Linked DNA regions of Mus musculus: region 2 is linked to region 1. Evidence: chromatin contacts called from public promoter capture Hi-C data. All regions are on one chromosome and are shown on one strand. The core of a region is the stretch at or near the end of the contact, and the rest is flanking DNA. Distances in the headings are between cores, read along the strand shown. Region 1 holds the start of Uqcr11 (ubiquinol-cytochrome c reductase, complex III subunit XI). Region 2 holds the start of Slc39a3 (solute carrier family 39 (zinc transporter), member 3).

The links. Promoter capture Hi-C pulls out the DNA fragments that hold promoters and counts their contacts.
Region 2: a contact with region 1 is called in a promoter capture Hi-C map of neural stem cells. The contact joins the promoter of Slc39a3 here to the promoter of Uqcr11 in region 1. A contact is called at or near these places in 3 of 39 promoter capture datasets (fetal liver, hematopoietic stem and progenitor cells and neural stem cells), 1 of 115 datasets of contacts at active chromatin or transcription factors (bone marrow-derived macrophages) and 2 of 9 other capture datasets (adipose tissue and liver).

What each region holds. Positions count from the first base shown.
Region 1 is chr10:80,403,838-80,410,138 of GRCm38.p6, forward strand. Uqcr11 (ubiquinol-cytochrome c reductase, complex III subunit XI) reads right to left here and starts at 2,984. Exons shown (of 3, transcript NM_025650.2): 1 at 2,859-2,984; 2 at 299-449. The coding sequence starts at 2,908. The coding sequence ends at 329. It overlaps Tcf3 (transcription factor 3), which reads right to left. Exons shown (of 19, transcript NM_001164149.2): 19 at 5,704-6,301. The coding sequence ends at 6,295.
Region 2 is chr10:81,034,516-81,040,816 of GRCm38.p6, forward strand. It overlaps Slc39a3 (solute carrier family 39 (zinc transporter), member 3), which reads right to left and starts at 2,800. Exons shown (of 4, transcript NM_001358898.2): 1 at 2,689-2,800; 2 at 403-490.

The sequences.
Region 1 (6,301 bases), core at 1,734-4,233:
TCTCTGGCCTCCCTATGTGTGCATGTGCACATACATACTTGCACATACACACATATACACAAGTCAGGTGGTCTAAATAGGACTGTACTCTGGGCAACAAGCTACCAACATTAGCAAAATAGCCAGTTTGGTGTGGTTTGATGGGGACACAGTGTTGCATGCCCTCAGCATGCAATGTATTCCAAGAGATACAAGGAACAAAAGAGATGATGGCAAGGGACAAAAGGAATTCCTGCTTAAGGTCCAGGCCACCCCAGAACTCCCAATCCATAGAAGTCAGGCCAACACTCAGACTCACCATCGAGGCCTGTGGTGGGGGAGGGGCTGCCTAATCGTCCTTCTTAAACTTGCCGTTGATGTAAGGCACCCAGTCCAGGATCAGCCGCCAGTCCGTGGCCCACACCAGTCCCACGGCACCCACAGTGCCCCACATGCCGGCTGTGGGAATCCTGGTAGGAAAGAGTGAGGCTGTTAGACTCTGCTGGTAACTTAGCCTTTGAGAACCTTCTCCCATCATATCCCATGCTGATGTCAGTCAAGGGCCCACAATATTCCCTCGACTTTGCAGGGCAGGAGGTCCTGCATAACCCCCACCACCAGACTTGGGAGGCTGAGACAGGAGGGCTGCTTTGAGTTCAAAACCAGATTCACAGGCCAGGCAGGCTAGCACTCACCTTTAACCCCAGCACTTGAGAGGCAGAGGCAGGAGGAGGATGTCTGAGTTCAAGACAGCTAGGACTACACAGAGAAACTTGTCTCAAAACAACAACTACAGACAAAACCAGCCCAAGCTACAGACTGAGATCCTACTTGAAAAATAAAAACGTGGTCACCAGGCACAGTGCTCACACTATAACCCTAACCCCAGCACTCTCTCGGAGTTTGAGGCCAGCTCAGAGGGAAAAGGCCCCCTGCTACCAAGCCTGTCATGGTCACTGGAACCCAGGTCGTAGGGAACCCACACTTTCAAGCTGCTGTCTGACTTCCATGCACATACTGTGGCTGGCACTGGTGCCAACAAACACACAGACATGACATATAAAATACAACACACACACATACATGACATAAAAACCAGGGTGGAGGGGAGGCTGTGGCTGTTGCTCAGTGGATAGAGAGCTTGCCTGACACACAGGAAGCCCTGGCTTCCATCCCAAGCACATGAACCAGGTGCGTTCATGAGTTCAAGGCTATCTCTGGTCACAGAGAGAGTTAGAAGCCTGCCCCGGTTCCATGAGACCTACATGAAAGTAAAACTAGGAGAGTGCTCGAGGCACGGGTTGGGAACTGAGCCTGGCTGAGCTTGGCCGAGCTGTGCCTGAGTCCTTGACTCTCAGCACAGCCATTATTACTTTTTGCCTAGAGTTTTTTGAGACAAGACTCAATATGCAACTTAAGCACACCTAGAACCTGTGATCCTCCTGCCTCAGCCTCCCAAGCCTTTGGATTACAGGCATGCACTATCACGATGGGCAACATACTGTGGTAAACTTGTAAACTCCTGTTACATCGCATATGTGACCGTGACAGCTGGCACTTGGCTTCCGAGGACTGGATGTCAGTGAGATTCTTGTCTCAGGTGAGTGGGAGTTGGGGCTGATTCATCAGAAGACCCTTCCCTGGGCAGCAGGACCAGGCTACTGGGGGCAAAGTTCATCCGCTGCTCTGTTTGGTTATGCCCAGTGGGACCATGTGGATACTGCTCTGTTTGGTTATGCCCAGTGGGACCATGTGGACAGTTTGTAGACAGCCCATGAATCTGAACTACACAGAGCACCAAGATACCAGCCACTGAGCAACAGTGCCAGAACCTTACCTCCTCTGTCCCCTGCTAAGACACCCAGAGTGTCACCTCCAAGCCTCACACACAAACGGAATCTCCCACAGGTGAGCCCTCTCCCTGGCCTCCCAGCAGGTGTCTTCTGTCTGATCCATGCCACCCTCCGCTGCGGCCACTAATACCATACAGCCTACCCAGAAGGGTCAGTCATGGTATAGCTATACTCATTCATTCATCATTCATGGAGACAGGGTTCAATGTACCCTACCCCGACCTGGAATTCACTATGTATCAGAGGATGGCCATAAACTCCTGGCTCTTGCCTGCCACCACCCCACCCCTCTACCCCCAGTGCTGTGACAACCCCTGTGTGGCGCTGTGGATGGACCCTGAGCACCATCTTCTGGAGACTTCCGGCACCTGTGCGTGTAGTACCGGTTCTATGTACTACACGCACACAAACCCACACATATACATATAATTGGAAATAAACTATTAATAAAAATTAAACTGGAGAAGATGGCCCTTTTCCCAGAGATCCCAGGTTCAATTTCCAGCACCCACATGCTTCATAACCATTTCTAGCTCTAGTACCAGGGGAGCCGATGGCCTCTTCTCGCCTACCTGGATACTGGGCACGTATACGGTACACAGACACGCATGCAAAGAAAACATTCAGGTGAGGGTGGGTGCCCGCTATTCTAGCGTTCAAGAAGTGTGAGGCAGGATGATTGGTGGGAGTTCCAGACCAACTTGGGGTTACAAAAACACTGTTTAAACGAAAAAACGAAGTACACGAAAGACTGCAAAATCAAAGCCAAAGGCTGCAAGTCGCCAGGCTGCACGTCGGAGTTCCGAGCCGTAGGAGTCCAGGGTACCCACCCAGAGCCGCACACAAGGCTACCCAGGTCAAGCTGGGGAAACCCAGGCTTGGAGCACCTCAGACACCGAACGAAGGCGATTGCAGCTTAACCTCGGAGCTTCCACCTGCACTGTGTCCCGCAATACTCTGCCTGTTACAGCCTCAGGTTTCCCCAGTCCCCAGAGCACACGGTGGAATGGCGGGTGACCTCCTCACCAGTTTCTGGCCAGTTCCCGGTAGCGCGGGCCTAGAAACCTGCTCAGCATCGCTGCAGGGTCTCAATACTCAGGGTCACCCCGTTCCGCTGCCCTGGAGCACTACGCATGTGCAGACGTATAGCGCATGCGTGAAGGCGATCGCTCCACCTTTTCCGGGGGTGGCGCCGAAGACATTGACATCTACTTCCGGGGAGGAGAGAAAGACGTTACTGATCCGCTTCTGTCCTGGTTCTGTGGTTGCAGTGGATCCCAGCAGTAGCTCCATGCACACTGGAACACCGGGGATGGGGTGGGGAGAGTGTGTGTGACTTTGACCACGTAGTACTAATCTGATAATAACTTTAATAATACACATACTTAGGTGTTTTTGATATGGGGGTCTCCTATATTCAGGGCTGGCCGTGAATTCCTCAGACTCCTGCCTCCACCTCCTAAAGTGTAAGCCTGGGGTAGACAGGGAGTGCTGGGACTGGACCCCAGAGCCTTGGACACGCTAGAGGAGCGTTCGTCCCACTGAGCCACAGCCCTATCTTTGATCAATTTAAACCAGAGGAACTTGAGCACAGACCCTGAAGGGGAAAGGCTCGAGTTGGGCCACACCTTTGAATACATTTGAAGTTGTCGGTGAGTCGCTGAGGGACTCCAGTCAAATGGCAAGTGCCCTCTTAACCTCCATTTGCTTGGATTTTTGCAATGGGACACCTTTGGTGCACAGGCTGACTCTCATTGGTTACCCTCTCTGCTTAAGTCCCTGCTTTGCCTGATCTCCCAGAACAGGCACATTTTAACTACTCAGCTAACCCACTAACTGCACCCCTGACTGGCAGAAAGAAGGCGGGCACATCCTCAGATACACATCCCTCCGGAAGGAGCCTAGATAGAAGGTCTGTCCCTTGTTACTTCAGCCTCACTTTTGAATGGTCAGCGACTGGCATATGGGTGTCTGCGGAGCCCTGGACCCCACAGGCCCAATGTATGTAGGTTCAGTTATGCCACTGACCTTAGCCAAGAACCAGACCACAGAGTTGCTACATCAGGGGCGGGCCTTATTACTAGGTTGGGGGTTCCATGCCCTTAGGATTGTGGAGCAAGGAAAATTCTTTGCCCTCAGGAGACCATGTCCTCTGGTTGACACAAAAGGATATCAGGCTGAAGAGACAGTTCAGTGGGTAAAGTGTGTGTCATATAGCATGAGGACCACATAAACCATGTGTGGTGGCCCACACTTGTAACCCCTGTCAACATAGGATGACAGACACGGGATCCAAAGGCTGAACTACTCTGGTCACCTCCAGGTTCAGCCAAAAGCCTGTCTCAGGTACGGCTAGGAGCACTGCCTGTTCATTCATGTTGGGTTTGGTTTCCAGCACCCACATGGCAGCACCCAGCCCCTTGTAGCTCCATTTCTGGGAGATCTGATGCCCTCTTTTGACATCAGAGCCTGCACACACGTGGTGCACAGATAAATATACAGACAAAACATCCCATAAACTTTAAAAAAAGCAAAGCTGGGTATGGTGGCCACGTGTTTAATGCTTAGGACTGGGGAGACTGACAGACCTGGAGCTGAGTTAATACCAGCCTTGCCAGCATGGCAAGCTACAGGCCAAACACACACAGTGCAACCTTAAAAAAGGTCATAAGGCAGAGGGCCTCAGTGGTAAGTTGCCTGAGGACCCAACTTCATAGAGATGTAGCTACACTTCTGTAAGTCTAGATCAGGGAGATGGAGACTGTCAGAGGGTGGCCATGCACCCCCGGGCATAGGGACTCACAGCCACTTGGGCCCAAGACAGGTCAATTGCTTCCCAAAAGCCTGAAGTCTGGGTGATCCCACACTCTCCTGCCTGTTTGCCACTAAAGCAGAGATAAGGCAAGGCAGTCTTGTATTCATTCCAGCTGTTCCTCCCATGGCTTCCAGAAGTGGCAGGTTCCCGAGCCAAAGTGGTAAACAGATTATTTGCCATAACAAGGCGTTACCATGGTTCCGAACAAAATCTTCCTCACTAGAGGCTTTTGAGGTGTTTCAGGAAGTGTAACTTGTGGGGACAGAGGTCAGCATGGAACAGGCATGAACAGTGTTGTGGTGTGTCCTGGTGGTCTCACCATTATCCTACCAAGAGACTAGGATGCCACTGGGATCTGAAACAAGGGGACAATACTTGGGAGGGGACCCAAGGACCAGTGTACAGATGAGAATGTAGGAGGCAGCTGTGGGAGCATAGGCTTGTGTGATGTGTCTGCTGACCCAGCTTTACAGCTGGAATCAACTCACCCAACCTGCTGGGCACACCTGTAGGGGACGCTTGTGCTGGGACCCCCTAAACCTGGGCCACACCTTCCGGTGGTAGCCCACATAAGAGGGCATGGAAGGAGAATGCTTTTGCTTTTTGCCTGCTTGCCCTCACTGGTGTCAGAACCCTGTTCTTCAGGATTCCAGTGCAGACCCAAGACCAGCATCCCCTAGGAATCCTACAGGACTCCAGCACTGAATTGGGACTGCTGGCACACTGAATAGCTACAGTATTCTTGGAGACAGTCGCTTTGTCGCTGTTGAGAATACCCAGGTCATGGCCTGTAAGCCATTCTAATATCCTTACACACACACACACACACACACCTTATTCTAGCAACTTTTCTTTAGAGGTCCCCTAATGCATGACACCCAAGTATTGAGGACCATGAGGACGGCCCACTTCACATGAGGAGGGCATGGTTTAGCCAAGGAGCACATGCCTGGCACAGACAGGCCTTGGGTTCATGTTCATGGGAAGAGGAAGGGGCAAGCATCTAGATCTTGTGCCAGGCCTCAGGGTAGGGGTGACCCTTAGATCAACACTGGGTCTTTTGAATGCTACTTTAATAACCTTGTAGACCATGAAATATGACGATAAATTCTAGAAACAGAAACAGACATGAGACTTTTATACAAAAATTTGTTGCTTACAAAACATACGGAAAAAAAAGCTAAGGGAAAAAAAAAAGACACGGAAGGCCTCGTTCTTGCTAACTTTTGTCTACATTTAAAAAAAAAATCTGAAAACTAATGTTCCTTTATTCTCCTTTAAAAAAACGAAAAATGCTTAGGCACGATGTGCTGGTGGCTCTGAAGTAGAAGCCAGTCCCAGGCCGCCCTGCCAGGGCACGGTCCGACTCTTCCGTCTTACATAGTTAAGGCATCTTTCTTTCCTTTTTGAAAAGGGAGCATGCTGCTTTGTTTCCAGTTCTGGTTAACCGAGAGGAAGGAACTTTTCTGCTTGGTCACTGGGGCCAAGCAGGGAGCTGTTCAGTGCCACCCTCCCCAGGCCCTGAAGTGTCCCCAGAGCCCTCTCTCTGCTCATGCTTCGATGGAGACCTGTCTCATCCAGAACCGTCCTGATGCACCCCGGGCAGAGATATGGTGGTCCCTGGTCCAACGAAGAAGCTGTGACGGCTCACAGG
Region 2 (6,301 bases), core at 1,550-4,049, 630 kb after region 1:
TATATTTAGCTCCTGGTTCCGTGCTGACAGCTGCTTGGTAGCCACCTGAGCTGAGTAGCTTCCAGGTTAAACACAAGCATGGAATGATCCCATTGGTGCTAGAGCACTCTCATGGTGTTGCTGCCCTGACAGAGAATCTCAACCTGTTACCCCAAGGATAGGCCTTACATAACTGGTGTCAACTCAACTCAACTCACACCAGCCTGCCAGAGTCCTGATTGCCAAGACTGTGCCAGCCCCAGGGTTTTTACACAGACTACTTCGTCTGCCTGGAGCATCCCCGCCCTGCCCCACCCCACCCCACATCCCTGGATCCTCCACAGGTATCTTTATATTTTGTCCCTGGGAAGGCCTCCTGCAGACCACCTGACTCCTGCTCCCAGCTGCAGCCCTGGTACCCACCTTGAGGCTTGGTGCAGGGCAGGTGCAAGGTGGCAGCTGGCTCAGTGGATGTGGTGGCCAAAATGTAGGGTTGTTCTTACGTGTTCTCCTGCCTCACAAAGCATGGTTCATTAGGAGTGAAGCTGCTTCCCTCGTGCTGCTGAACACACCCCGGCTCACCCTCTGCAGTCAGCGGCATCCTGTCCCTGCCCTAGCCCTGTCCCTTCTACTGCACCAAAGGGACTGTATATATCTGGGTTGTCCTGGAACTTTGGAGGTGGAGAAAGGGGACCACAGGGACATGCTGTCCAGCCACTCTGGCCCAGTCAACAGCTCTAGGCTCTCAATGCTGAAAGTACTGGGTGCCTTTCCAGAGGACCTGGATTTGGTTCCCAGCACCCACATGGTGGACCACAACCCACCTGTAGATCCAGCTCCTGGGGACCCAATGCCCCTCCTGGTCTCTGCAGGCACCAGGCACATAAGGGGTACATGTGGGGAACTGAAGGCTGGTCTCCAGTCAAACTGAGGTCTGAACCCCGATGGTTATAATTCACCTAAATGACACGGTAGGTGTTCCCTCATGCTCCTGGAACTCCGGCCCCTGACTAAGGTACCACCTCCCACAGCCCCCTCAAGAGAAGCATGGTCAGTAGTCATGTAAGCAATGGCCCAAGCTTCTGACCTTCAGGCTAAACTCCTCCCCAGTTACCTAGCAACAGGGAAGACCATAAATCTCTCTCTCTCTCCCTCTCCCTCTCCCTTTCTCGCTCTCTCTCTCTCTCTCTCTCCCTCTCTCTCTCTCTCTCTCTCTCCCTTTCTCTCTCTCTCTCCCCTGCATTTCTATAATAAAGCTCTTAAATGAGTCAGGCATGCTCACCCTGGGCCCTGTGGAAAAGCGTCCGGCAGCTCTGCCTGCATCTGCCTGCCCAGAGCACAGGAACCCTAGCAGGACGTTAGACCCCTTTTCCTCCCCCACTTTTCCCCAGGGCCCCCAGGGTCCCCCTTTATTTTGTTCCCAACAGGTGCACAGCCATGAAAAGAAGCAAAACACACATATATGTAAAATGTTAAATTATGGGAGCGATCAAGGAAGACACTGATATGGAAGTTTAGGCTCCTCACGTGTGCACATACACGGTCTGAAGGGATGTGACTATCATCTTAGTACACAGGAGGGTGAGGCGGGACAACGGCTACACATTTGAGACCAGCCTGGACAGTGAGGAAGACCCTACTTCAGAATAAAGTAATACAACAAAATTTAAAAAGAAAATACAGCCGGGCAGTGGTGGCGCACGCCTTTAGTCCCAGCACTTGGGAGGCAGAGGCAGGCAGATTACTGAGTTCGAGGCCAGCCTGGTCTACAAAGTGAGTTCCAGGACAGCCAGGTTTACAAAGAGAAACCCTGACTTGGAAAGAAATATAAATAAAGAAATGAAATAATAAGATAAGATAGTAGCAGCAGAGACACTCTCAGCAGTTGAGAGCACTGGCTGTTTTTGCAGATGACCAAGGTTCCATTCTAGCCTAGAAAGATCTATCTATTCCCCTCTTCTGGCCGCTTTGGGCACTGCACACATGTGCATAAACACAGACACATAAAATAAATTTGAAAAGTAAATTTTGTCGAAAAAAAAAAGAAGGAAAGTAAATTTTAAAAATGAAAATAGGCCGGGCAGTGGTGGCGCACGCCTTTAATCCCAGCACTTGGGAGGCAGAGGCAGGCGGATTTCTGAGTTCGAGGCCAGCCTGGTCTACAAAGTGAGTTCCAGGACAGCCAGGGCTATACAGAGAAACCCTGTCTCAAAAAACAAAAAAAACAAAAACAAAAACAAAAACAAAAAAAAAAATGAAAATAAAATACGAAAGAAAATTAGGATGAAATAAATAAGGTTAAAATTAAGTTAAACTTTAAAATTAAAATATTCTAGAGGAATATTATAAAGGACATAATTACTATAATTTTTTAAAAAATTAACAACAAAAATAACTCCCTTAAAGTCCTTCCCTCCACTGCTGTGAACACAAGGCAAAGTGCATACAACAGGCGCCCAATTGATGCTAGAAGACAGGGTCAGGTAGGGATACCTCGGGTGCTCTCAAAATCGGGCCAGTCGGGGCAGGGCTGGCGGGCGACAAGCTCAGTCTTTCCTTAATCACTTATTGTGCGCCTACTGTGTGCTCCACTCAGCCTCACACTGAAGCAAAGACTCTGTGAACAGGCAGGCACGGTCGGCCAGGGCCCTCGGCTCCGCCCTGCCCCAAGCCCGCCACGCCCAGGCCACGCCCTGACCCCTCTTGTACCTCTGACAGCTCCTCAGGCCTCCAGCCAGTGCCACCTGCCGCCAACTGCCCCGCGGTCCGGACCCCGCCGCAGCGGACCAGCCGAGACCCCCGGGGCTGCGAGCTGCTACCTACGCCCCGCCCACATCAGCGTCTATTGGACACTGTCAGTGCCACTCGACAGAACTCATAGTCCATTGGTCGATGCTGCTGCCAATCCTTCTGCAACGCCTACTGGCTCCGGAAAGCAGTTTTCTCCTTTCTAAACATGAGTGCAGCTACCAAATGATTCCGATAGAAAACACTACTTGGCAACATAGTTCCGGAAGTAGGGCCTCCATCCCGGAGCTGTCCAGGGTCGCGTGGTACTGAATGAGTGTGGCTGGAGGCTTGGCAGGAAGCGATTTCCTACAGCGAATGGAACATTCTTGAAGTCTTTCCTCGCGGCTTAAGAAGATACAGGCGTCCACCAAATATCTATTGATAGCCAGAATAAATTCAAGCTCAAGAGGTCTACTGTGCCCCTCAATCACTACAGTTACTAACAATGTAATCATTCTACCCATACCTGCAGCCTAGGAAATGTCTCCTGAAGTGACATGGCACCTGAGTAGAGCCTACAGATACTACACAGTATGCCTTATTTTTACATTCATTTGTTTGAGCTACGGTCTTGCTGAGCAGCCCAGGCTGGGTGGCATGCAGAAAGCTCAGAATCCTCCTGCATCAGCTTCCCGAGCGCTTGGATTGTAGGTGTGAGTCACCATACCTGGCCTCCTGCTATATCTAGAGCACCTCACACAATATGTATGCTGTGTAAACCGTGCTTTTACTGTGCTAGACAACAAAGATGACAAAGACGCTTCATTCACTGCAGATCAAAGCTTTACAGAACACTATAGTTTTACACATGGTGATGTATGTCTGTCATCCCAGCACACTCTGGAGGCTGAGGCAGAAGATCCATGTACTCTGTCTTCCAAGACTGGCCTACAGAATGAGACACTGTATCAAAAGAGCCATGCACAGCACACTAACACATGAGCCTACCCTGATGTATGTGACATGAGCTTCTCGTATTTTCACTTATTTATTTGGTTTTTGAGACAGGGTTTCTGGCTGACCTAGAAGTCACTCTGTAGACCAGGCTAGCCTCAAACTCAGAGATATGCCTGCCTCTGCCTCCCAGAGTGCTCAGAATAAAAAATATGCGCCACCATTGTCCATCTAAATAAGTAAATAACTTATTTTTTTAAAGATTTATTTGGTTTGATTTTATGTGTATGAATGCTTTGCCTGCATGTCTAAGTGCCATGTGTGTCTCTGGTGCCCAAAGAGGTCAGAGGAAAGTGTTGCATGACCTTGGGTCAGAGTCACAGGTGGTCCTGAGCTACAATGTGTGAAACAAACCTGCATTCTCTGTGAGAGCAGCCAGTCAGTCTTCTTAACTGATGAGCTGTGTTCAGTCCTCCTTTCTAATTGTTAAATAGTATTCTATTGTTTGGATTAACTAACTATAGATCTGCTTGAATTTTGTTGGAGAGTTGGGGTGTTTCCAGATAAAAGTCATTTCTTTTGTTTTGTTTTGTTTTTCAAGACAGGGTTCTCAGGACAGCCTTGGCTGTCCTGGAACTCACTCTGGAGACCAGGCTGGCCTCCAACTCATTAATCCGCCTGCCTCTGCCTCCCAAGTGCTGGGATTAAAGATGTGCACCACCAAGCCCAGCAAAGGTCATTTCTAAACCAGCAGATTTGAAGCCATTGTGTGAAGAACAGTGACGCCTGGGGACTTTCTCCTTCCTGGCTAACAGACAGTACAGATGGGCGTCCAGTGTATACTCATCCTATGGCGCAGCCACAGCTCTGTGTATCTAGTCAATAGAAACTAATATATATTCACTCAAAGATTTGAAGCAAACATGGCTGACAGCATCATATGAATTATGGCTGAGTTCATCAAGTCACTATATCAAATATCCTAAACTAATTAAATTTTTTGTTTGTTCATTAGTTTTGTTTTATTCAGACAGGATTTATCTGTGTAGCCCTGGCTGTCATAGAACTTGCTTTATAGACCAGGCTGGCCTCAAATTCAGAGATCTGCCTGCTTCTGCCTCTCAAGTCCTGGGATAACACAACCAACTTATCTTTTTTAACAGGTCTAAAATAAACATATCCTAGCACTTGGAAAATTGAGGCAGGAAGATGAGGTCAGCTTCGGTTAATTCCTAAGGTCAAGGCCAGGCAAAACCACATGATGCCCTACAGGGAAGGGCTAGGGAGACATTGAGATGGGTCAGTGGATCAAAGGAACTTGGCTCACAAGATTGCAATGCCTGGGACCATGCAGGGTTGGAAAAGTAGTACAGACTCTGAATTGTTCTCTGGCCTCCAAATACATGACATGTCACATACATGTGCTGTACCCCCACTGTGCAAACATACATGAAGTAGTAGAAGTAATAACAATTACAACATTTACTTCATAAGTGCTGGGATCAACCAGGTATAGTAGTGCAAACCTTTTCTCCCAGCATTCAGGAAAGAGTAGAGGCAGGTAGATCTCTGTGAGTTCAAGACCAGCCTGATTTATATAGCAAGTTACAGGACATTCAGGATTACATAGAAAGACTGTGGTAGTTTGAATAGCTATGGTCCCAGTACATTCACGTGTTTGAATGCTTGGCCATAGGGAGTGGCACTGTTAGGAGGTGGTGCCTTGTTGGGGGAATTTCTACTGTGGAGGTGGGTTTTGAGATTTTCTATGCTCAAGCTTGCTCAGTGTGAAATTTCAGTTTTCTCCTGGCTGCCTTCAGATGAAGATGTAGAACTCTTGGCTGCTGATGCACCATGCCTGCCTGGATGCTGCCATGCTTCCTGCTATGATGAAAATGGGCTGAACCTCTGAACCTGTAAGCTAGCCCCAGTGAAGTGTCTGCCTTTACAAGAGTTGCCTTGGTCATGGTGTCTGTTCACAGCCATGAAACTCTAAGACAGAAAAACAAACAAAGGGAGTTGGGAGTTGGTTCACAGCAGAAGCTCTGACATTTGAGATGTTGAGGCCAGCCTGCACTACAAATTGGGACATAGATAAAGATTTTTAAAAGATACAAACTGAGCGGGGAAAGTAGTGGCTCACTTCTTTAATCCTAGCACTTAGGAGGCAGAGGCAGGGGAATTTCTGAGTTCCAGACCAGCCTGGTTTACAGAGTGAATTCCAGGACAGTCAGGGCCTGTAAGGGCTACACAGAGAAACCCTGTCTCAAAAAAAAAAAAAAAAAAAGATACAAACTGGCATCTAACAACCATCCATAACTCCAGATTCAGGAGATCTGACGATGGATGGTGACCTCCATGCCACCAGGCATACATGCAGACAAAATACTCACACACTCAAATAAAAAAAAATAACTCTTCTATAGATATAACTGGTTCTAGAGACATCTCAGTGGTTAGCAGCATGGCTGCCTTTGCAGGGGAATTGGACTCAATTCTCAGCAGTCACATGGTGCCTTACCACCATTAATAACTCCAGTCATAGGTTATCTGACCTCCTCTTCTGGCCTCTGTGGTCCTGGGCAGAAAAGTGATGTGCAGACAAAACTACCATATGTATAAAAATATATTATATTAA